Regions from separate parts of the Oryctolagus cuniculus genome. Here region 1 is linked to region 2. A link is a contact called in public Micro-C data. All regions are on one chromosome and are shown on one strand. The core of a region is the stretch at or near the end of the contact, and the rest is flanking DNA. Distances in the headings are between cores, read along the strand shown.

What was found. A called contact is a pair of places that touch in the nucleus more often than the background predicts.
Region 1: a Micro-C map of ear pinna shows a contact between it and region 2, with 2.3 times the contacts expected there. The contact joins the promoter of ABHD15 here to the enhancer-like site in region 2. A contact is called at or near these places in 2 of 6 Hi-C or Micro-C datasets (ear pinna and an unstated tissue).

What each region holds. Positions count from the first base shown.
Region 1 is chr17:45,031,193-45,033,943 of mOryCun1.1, reverse strand. It overlaps ABHD15 (abhydrolase domain containing 15), which reads left to right and starts at 1,472. Exons shown (of 2, transcript XM_002718908.5): 1 at 1,472-2,352. The coding sequence starts at 1,472. It overlaps TP53I13 (tumor protein p53 inducible protein 13), which reads right to left and starts at 1,473. Exons shown (of 7, transcript XR_011383614.1): 1 at 841-1,473.
Region 2 is chr17:44,634,537-44,637,531 of mOryCun1.1, reverse strand. All of the region lies in intron 2 of MYO18A (myosin XVIIIA), which reads left to right. Among named protein-coding and RNA genes, the nearest start is that of MYO18A, 22 kb to the left of the region's middle. Within about 2 kb of position 1,486, at least 4 of the 8 cell types and tissues checked have an H3K27ac peak or open chromatin away from gene starts, as enhancers often do. A contact at or near this core is called in ear pinna, where this site is marked.

The DNA.
Region 1 (2,751 bases), core at 223-2,722, 400 kb before region 2:
CCGCCCCGCCCCGCCCTGCCCCCGCGCCCCCGCGCCCCTGCGCCCCAGCGCCGCCCGCGCGCCCACGTAGACCCCGGTCGCGCGCGCCCCCCGCCCCGCCCCCGCCCCGCCCCTCGCCCGCCCCCAGCAGCCGAGCGTGCGCGCTCGCGTGCTAAACCCCAAGCCGGAAAAGTTAGGAGTCTGAGCTTGGGGGCTGAGCGCGCTGCGGGGCAGGAGGAGGACCACCTCTCTCGCCCAGGGGTTCGTCCCTGCGCGGCCCCGTGGCCTGCGGAGAGCAGCTGCAGGGCCTGCGGGGGATTCTGGAGCAGGGGCGAGGGCGGGAAGTGGGACTCTTGGAGGTGATCGGCGGGCTCCTCTGTGACCCGCAACCAGGCTCCCCAAGTCCGACCTGCCGGAGCGGGAGCGGCACTTTGCCACACGGCCTGGGCTGCCCTAGCACATCAGGCCCCGGGGTCCCGAGGCCGGGGCTGGCCCGGGCGATGCTGCGCCACCCCCACCCCGCCACACACACACACACACACACACACACACACACACACACACACACACTTCGGCCTGCCCCGGCCCCTGCAGTCGTCGCTCGCCCGGCGGCGGCCAGAGAGGCACTGGCGGCCGGGAGGTGGCGAAGTGCCAGGCCTCGCCCTAACGGGACGCACCGGCCGGGCTTGCCCGTCAGCCGGGCGTCGGCTCTGCTGTCCTCTGCAGGATTTGCAGAGCGAGAGTTGGGGTGTCCGGCCCCAGACTTCGGAGTCCTGCAGGAGCGGGCTCCTGGCTCCTGGCTCCTGGCTCGCAGGGGCTCCCCGCCCTCCCGCAGGGCTGCCGTCGCCGGCGGACTCTCACCCCTCGCAGGGCGCCCCGCTCGCTCTCGGGGGCGTGGGGCTGTTTATACCCGGTGAAGCCTTCCTCGCTCTTCCCCGCTCGCCGGGCTCCTCGCGGAGCCAGCGGGACGTCGCACGGGTGCGGGCACCGTCTCGCCGCAAACCCGCTGTCGGGGGCCACCCTCCTCTCACCCCGCCGCCGCCGCCGCGTGACTGTGCCGTTGCGGGGTCTGGCGGGGCCGAGACCCACACTGAGGTCTGCGAGCGCGGGACCCTGGGAGCCGCGGGGAGCAGCCGCGAGCAGCGACACAGGGTCTCTCCCGCCTGCCGCAGGCCGCGTTAGGCCGAGGGGTGGGGGCCTCTGGTGCTCGCCCCCGGCCCGCGAGCCTCGGGCTCCCGCCCCCTCCGTTCGCACCCTCCCCCTCGCCCCGGCCGCTTTCACCCTGTGCCCCTGCTTGTCGCAATCGCTGTACAAAGGGCCCGGGCGGGAGCCCTTTGGCTGCCTCTGCGGGGCCGCAGCCAATCCGAAGGGCGCCCGCCCGCCCGCCCGCGCGAGAGGGCTCTGGGCGCCAGGCGGAGCCGCGGACACAGAGGCGAGCTCGGCGCGGGGGCGGCCCGCTGCAGCCTGCCCGCCGGGGGCTCCGTGCCTCGCCATGCCGCCGTGGGCCGCTGTCCTGGCGCTGTGCCTGGCCGTTCTCACCCTGCTCCTCCTGCTCGGCCCGCGGCTTGGGCGCCCCTGGAGGCGCGCCGTCGGAGCCAGGACCCGGCCGCGGGCTCCGGGCCAAGACGGCGAGGAGGAGGCAGCCGGCGGAGGCCCCTCGGATCAGTTCGGCGACGGGCGCGAGCCGCTGCCGGGGGGCTGCAGCCTGCTTTGTAAGCCGTCGGCGCTGGCCCAATGCCTGCTGCGCGTGCTGCGGCGCTCGGCTGCGTTGGGGCCGGCTCCGCGCTCCTGGCTCTCCGGGCCCCACCTGCAGACCCTCGTCCACTTCGTCCTGCCGGCCGGGCCCGGGCCTGAGCTGGCCCGGGAGTACCTGCAGTTGGCAGACGACGGGCTGGTGGCCCTGGACTGGGTCGTAGGACCTTGCGCTCAGGGCCGCCGGGTCACCGGCGCCGGGGGCTTTCGGGCGGTGCTGCTGGTGATCCCCAATGCGTGGGGGCGCCTCACCCGCAATGTGCTGGGCCTCTGCCTGCTGGCCATGGAACGCGGCTACTACCCGGTCATCTTCCACCGCCGCGGCCACAACGGCTGCCCGCTGGTCAGCCCCCGGCTGCAGTCCTTCGGGGACCCGTCGGACCTCAAGGAGGCGGTCACTTACATCCGCTTCCGACACCCTGCGGCCCCGCTGTTCGCGGTGAGCGAGGGCTCGGGCTCGGCGCTGCTGCTGTCCTACCTGGGCGAGTGCGGCTCCTCAAGCTACGTGACCGGCGCCGCCTGCATCTCGCCGGTGCTGCGCTGCCGCGAGTGGCTCGAAGCCGGCCTTCCGTGGCCCTACGAGCGGGGCTTTCTGCTCCACCAGAAGATCGCCCTCAGCAGGTGGGTGACGGCAAACAGACGTGGGCCATGTTGCCCATTTCTTCTCGCACCTCTTCCAAATCTGTCCGAACGCTACAGTCTAGACAGCACGAGGGGAGCAGGTTTAAAAGCAACGGATGGGTTTAGCTGTGCCGCAGTAGGGACTCCTGTGGGGGGCCCTGTCTCAGCCCCAGGTGTCCTAGCAACTTGAGTACCTGGCCTGCCGGCCCCAGAGCGGCACCTGCCTCCACTTGGTCCGAAGCTCAGGGCCAGGGCAGCGATTGCCACCGAATATCTGTGCAGAATGTTTACTTACAGCCTCTGAGCGGGGAGATGTCAGGACGCAGAAGTGGGGACGCTGTTGGGATTTATTCGAACTCTTTAGGCCTACCTGATTTCGCCTGTTCCTACGTGTGTATT
Region 2 (2,995 bases), core at 237-2,736:
GGCATTACCTTGCTGGCTGTTTCCCAGGTGAGGAGGGCATGATGAAGGTGGCAGGAGGACAGGCTGAGGGTAATCCGGCTGCAGGAGCACCCTCAGCCCTGAAGGGACACGCGGGGCTGGGACCCAGGCTGGCCTGCTGGGTAGGAGAGAGGAGGCAGGGTCAGGACAGCCCTGTGAACCCCCATCAGGAGTCAGGAGGCCTTTCCCGCCAGGCAAATGGGAGGCGGGAGGGCGGAGCCCTCTGGATGGTGCCGGCGCTCAGTGCTCCAGAGGCTCAGCCGGAGCAGGAGCCGGAGAGCCCGAGTGGCAGCAGGCAGACTCAGTCTGGTGGGAGCGGAGGAAGGCGAGGGAAGCCCTAGCGAGGGAGGAGCACCTGCCCCGGCAGCATCCAGGTGCGGTCCCCACAGGGTGGAGGAGGGATGCCCTGTTGCCCCTGACTCATCTGGGCTGAGAGGCAAGGACTTTGCCCCTCTCGCCTCTTTTGGCCCTCGCTGATCTCTGTGGCACTTGCGGCGGCCAGGCCCCACCCAGCTGGGGGTCACCTCTGACCCAGGACAGGCTCCTCCGCATGGCACAGGTCTGTGCACTGTGGTTTCCCCTCTGTGCATGCGAGGTCAGAGACGGGGACTGTAGCCCAGCAGAGGGCCTAGCGGGCGGTGGGTTCTCTCTCTCTCCCCGCCGTGCCGTTCTCTGTCTGAGCTGCTCTGCCCTGCCTGGCGTGGACGCCCACATACCTTGGCCCCAGTTTGCCTGGCACTTCCTCTGGGCACCCTTGCCTGGCCCTCCCACTGCGCACCGCACCCTCTCCTCGGGATTATAGTTATCCAGTGACTTCAGCAGCGCTGCAGCCTGAGAGCTGTGGGTATCTGTTGAAGGAGTGAGGGCCGTTTCCTGTCCTCTGCCTGGTCCACCTCGCTTAGCTCAGTGTTGGCTCCTGGCCTCGGTCCCTTGTCTGTAGGACATGACCACGTCCTGCGCCCACCCACAGACTCTGTTTCCTGTGTGCCTGAGAATGGCATCCCACAGGCGTGGACAAGAGATGGGTCCTGTATGCATCCATGGGCCTGGGGAAGAGGGGTCGCAGGGGCAGCCTGCCCTCTTCCCTGCACGGGAGCCCCAGCAGGGGCGCCAGGCTAGGATGAGAAGGAGACCCAGGGTTCTGTGGGAGCCACAGCGTCCAGCTGCAGGTCTCCGAGGGGCGGGAGTGTAGCCGGCAGGGGGCAAGGCTCTTTCTTCCCTTGGGCCAAGTTCCCAGGGCTGCCTGCCTGCTGGGTTGTCAGCAGCCTGGGGATCTGCATAGCAACTGCTGTCCTGGGTCAGAATGACAGATCCCAGCTGAAGCCCGGGGACAGCTCCCACGGGCAGGGGCTCCCTGTGAGGGCAGGGGCGTGGCTGGGGCAGCCCCAGCTTCCCTTCTAGGGGGCTCACCCCCATTGCAGTCCCCTACAGGAGACACAGCATCTGCCTCCCTGGGGGACCAGGTTGAGAGGGAGCTGGACTTGTGGCACAGCAGGACTCAGGAGAGGCAGTGGGAGGAGGCCTGGGACGGCAGAGACGCCGCCTGGGTGAGGAGAGCACCAGGCTCGCCAGGCCCACGAGGCCTCACTTCCTCCAGCCCCATATGAGTCAGGAAGGGAGCGCCTTGGATTCCATCCTCAGGTGGGGCCGGGTCTGCCAGAAGCAGGTTCTGGGGCCTACAGGGGCCCCTCAGCCTTGGCGGGAAGTGGCACTGCTGAATTTGTCCCCCATAACCATCCTCTGCTCTGTGGTCCCCACAGCGCCTCTGGGGCCTGCTTCCCCCGTCGTGACCTTTTTGGTCCCCGTGCCCTTTGCCCCCTGATGTCCTTTCTGCTGGCCCCTCCTCCTTCCCATTTCTGCAAGGAGCTGACTCACTTCCTCCTCTCTCCCCAGCTTCTCTCTCTGCCAGGCCCTGTGGCGAGCAGGGGACACACAGGGAGGAGGTTTCTCCCAGGGCACCTCCCCTGCCCTCTTCTCTGGCAGTAGGACAGGGAGGTGCCCCTGGCTCTGGAAAGAGGGCTGAGCGTAAGCGGGGGAGGAGGGCCAGGTGTGGAGTCTGGGCACAGCTGGGCGAATGTTGGGGGGGGCCTCGCTCCGCACCTGCTCCGTGCCTCCTTGTGGGCTTGGTCCCATGCAGGAGAAAGGCTGAGATGCTGTCCCTGGGATCAAGAGGCCTGTGCTGGAGCAGAAGATGTCTGTGAACAGATTAGTCCCAGCCCCGGGTGGCACGAGCTGGTGGCCAGCAGCGTGCACCTGCGAGGGCTCCCTGGGGCCCCCAGTTTCATGCCTCGAGGGAGTGAGGATCTGGAGAGTCCAGTGGAAATGTCCAGGGACAAGGCAGAAGGAAGGGCCTGATACTGTGTCCCGCGTGGCTTCTTCTGCTGGGGGCCCTGCCTCCTGCTCCTCCAAGCCCCGCCTCCATCGCTGGTGGACCGGTTTGGTGGTGGGGCTGACGGCAGAAGCCCTGGCATCGGCTGCCTCGCCCTCCCCGGAGCTGCCCGGGCTGGCAGCCTGTGTGCCTGGCGCTCCAGGCTCCGGGGGGACTGGCCTGTGCTGAGCCTGGCACAGCCTTGCACCCTCCTCAGCAGGCATGTAGGTCGCCCCGAGGACCCAGACACAGCGTGAGGGCGAGTCTCCCGCACTTGGCCACAAGTCAAGATCAATAGAGGCCAGAGCGAAACTGGGCCCACAGCCTGAGAAGCTGGGGACCGCTGTGGTCTAACTTCCTGGAATCCAGTGACCCGCAAACATCCCTGTGCCCGAGCCCTTGGCTCTGCCCAGTAGAGACCCCATGCACTTTGGCCTGGGAGTGTGGCCTCAGGATTTCTGCACAGTGACAGGAGTTTCTGGTTTAGGTGAGGTTGGGGACAGGAGATAGAAGCCAGGGATGCTGGCGCGGCTCAATAGGCTAATCCTCCGCCTGAGGCACCGGCACACCGGGTTCTAGTCCCGGTCGGGGCGCCAGACTCTGTCTGGG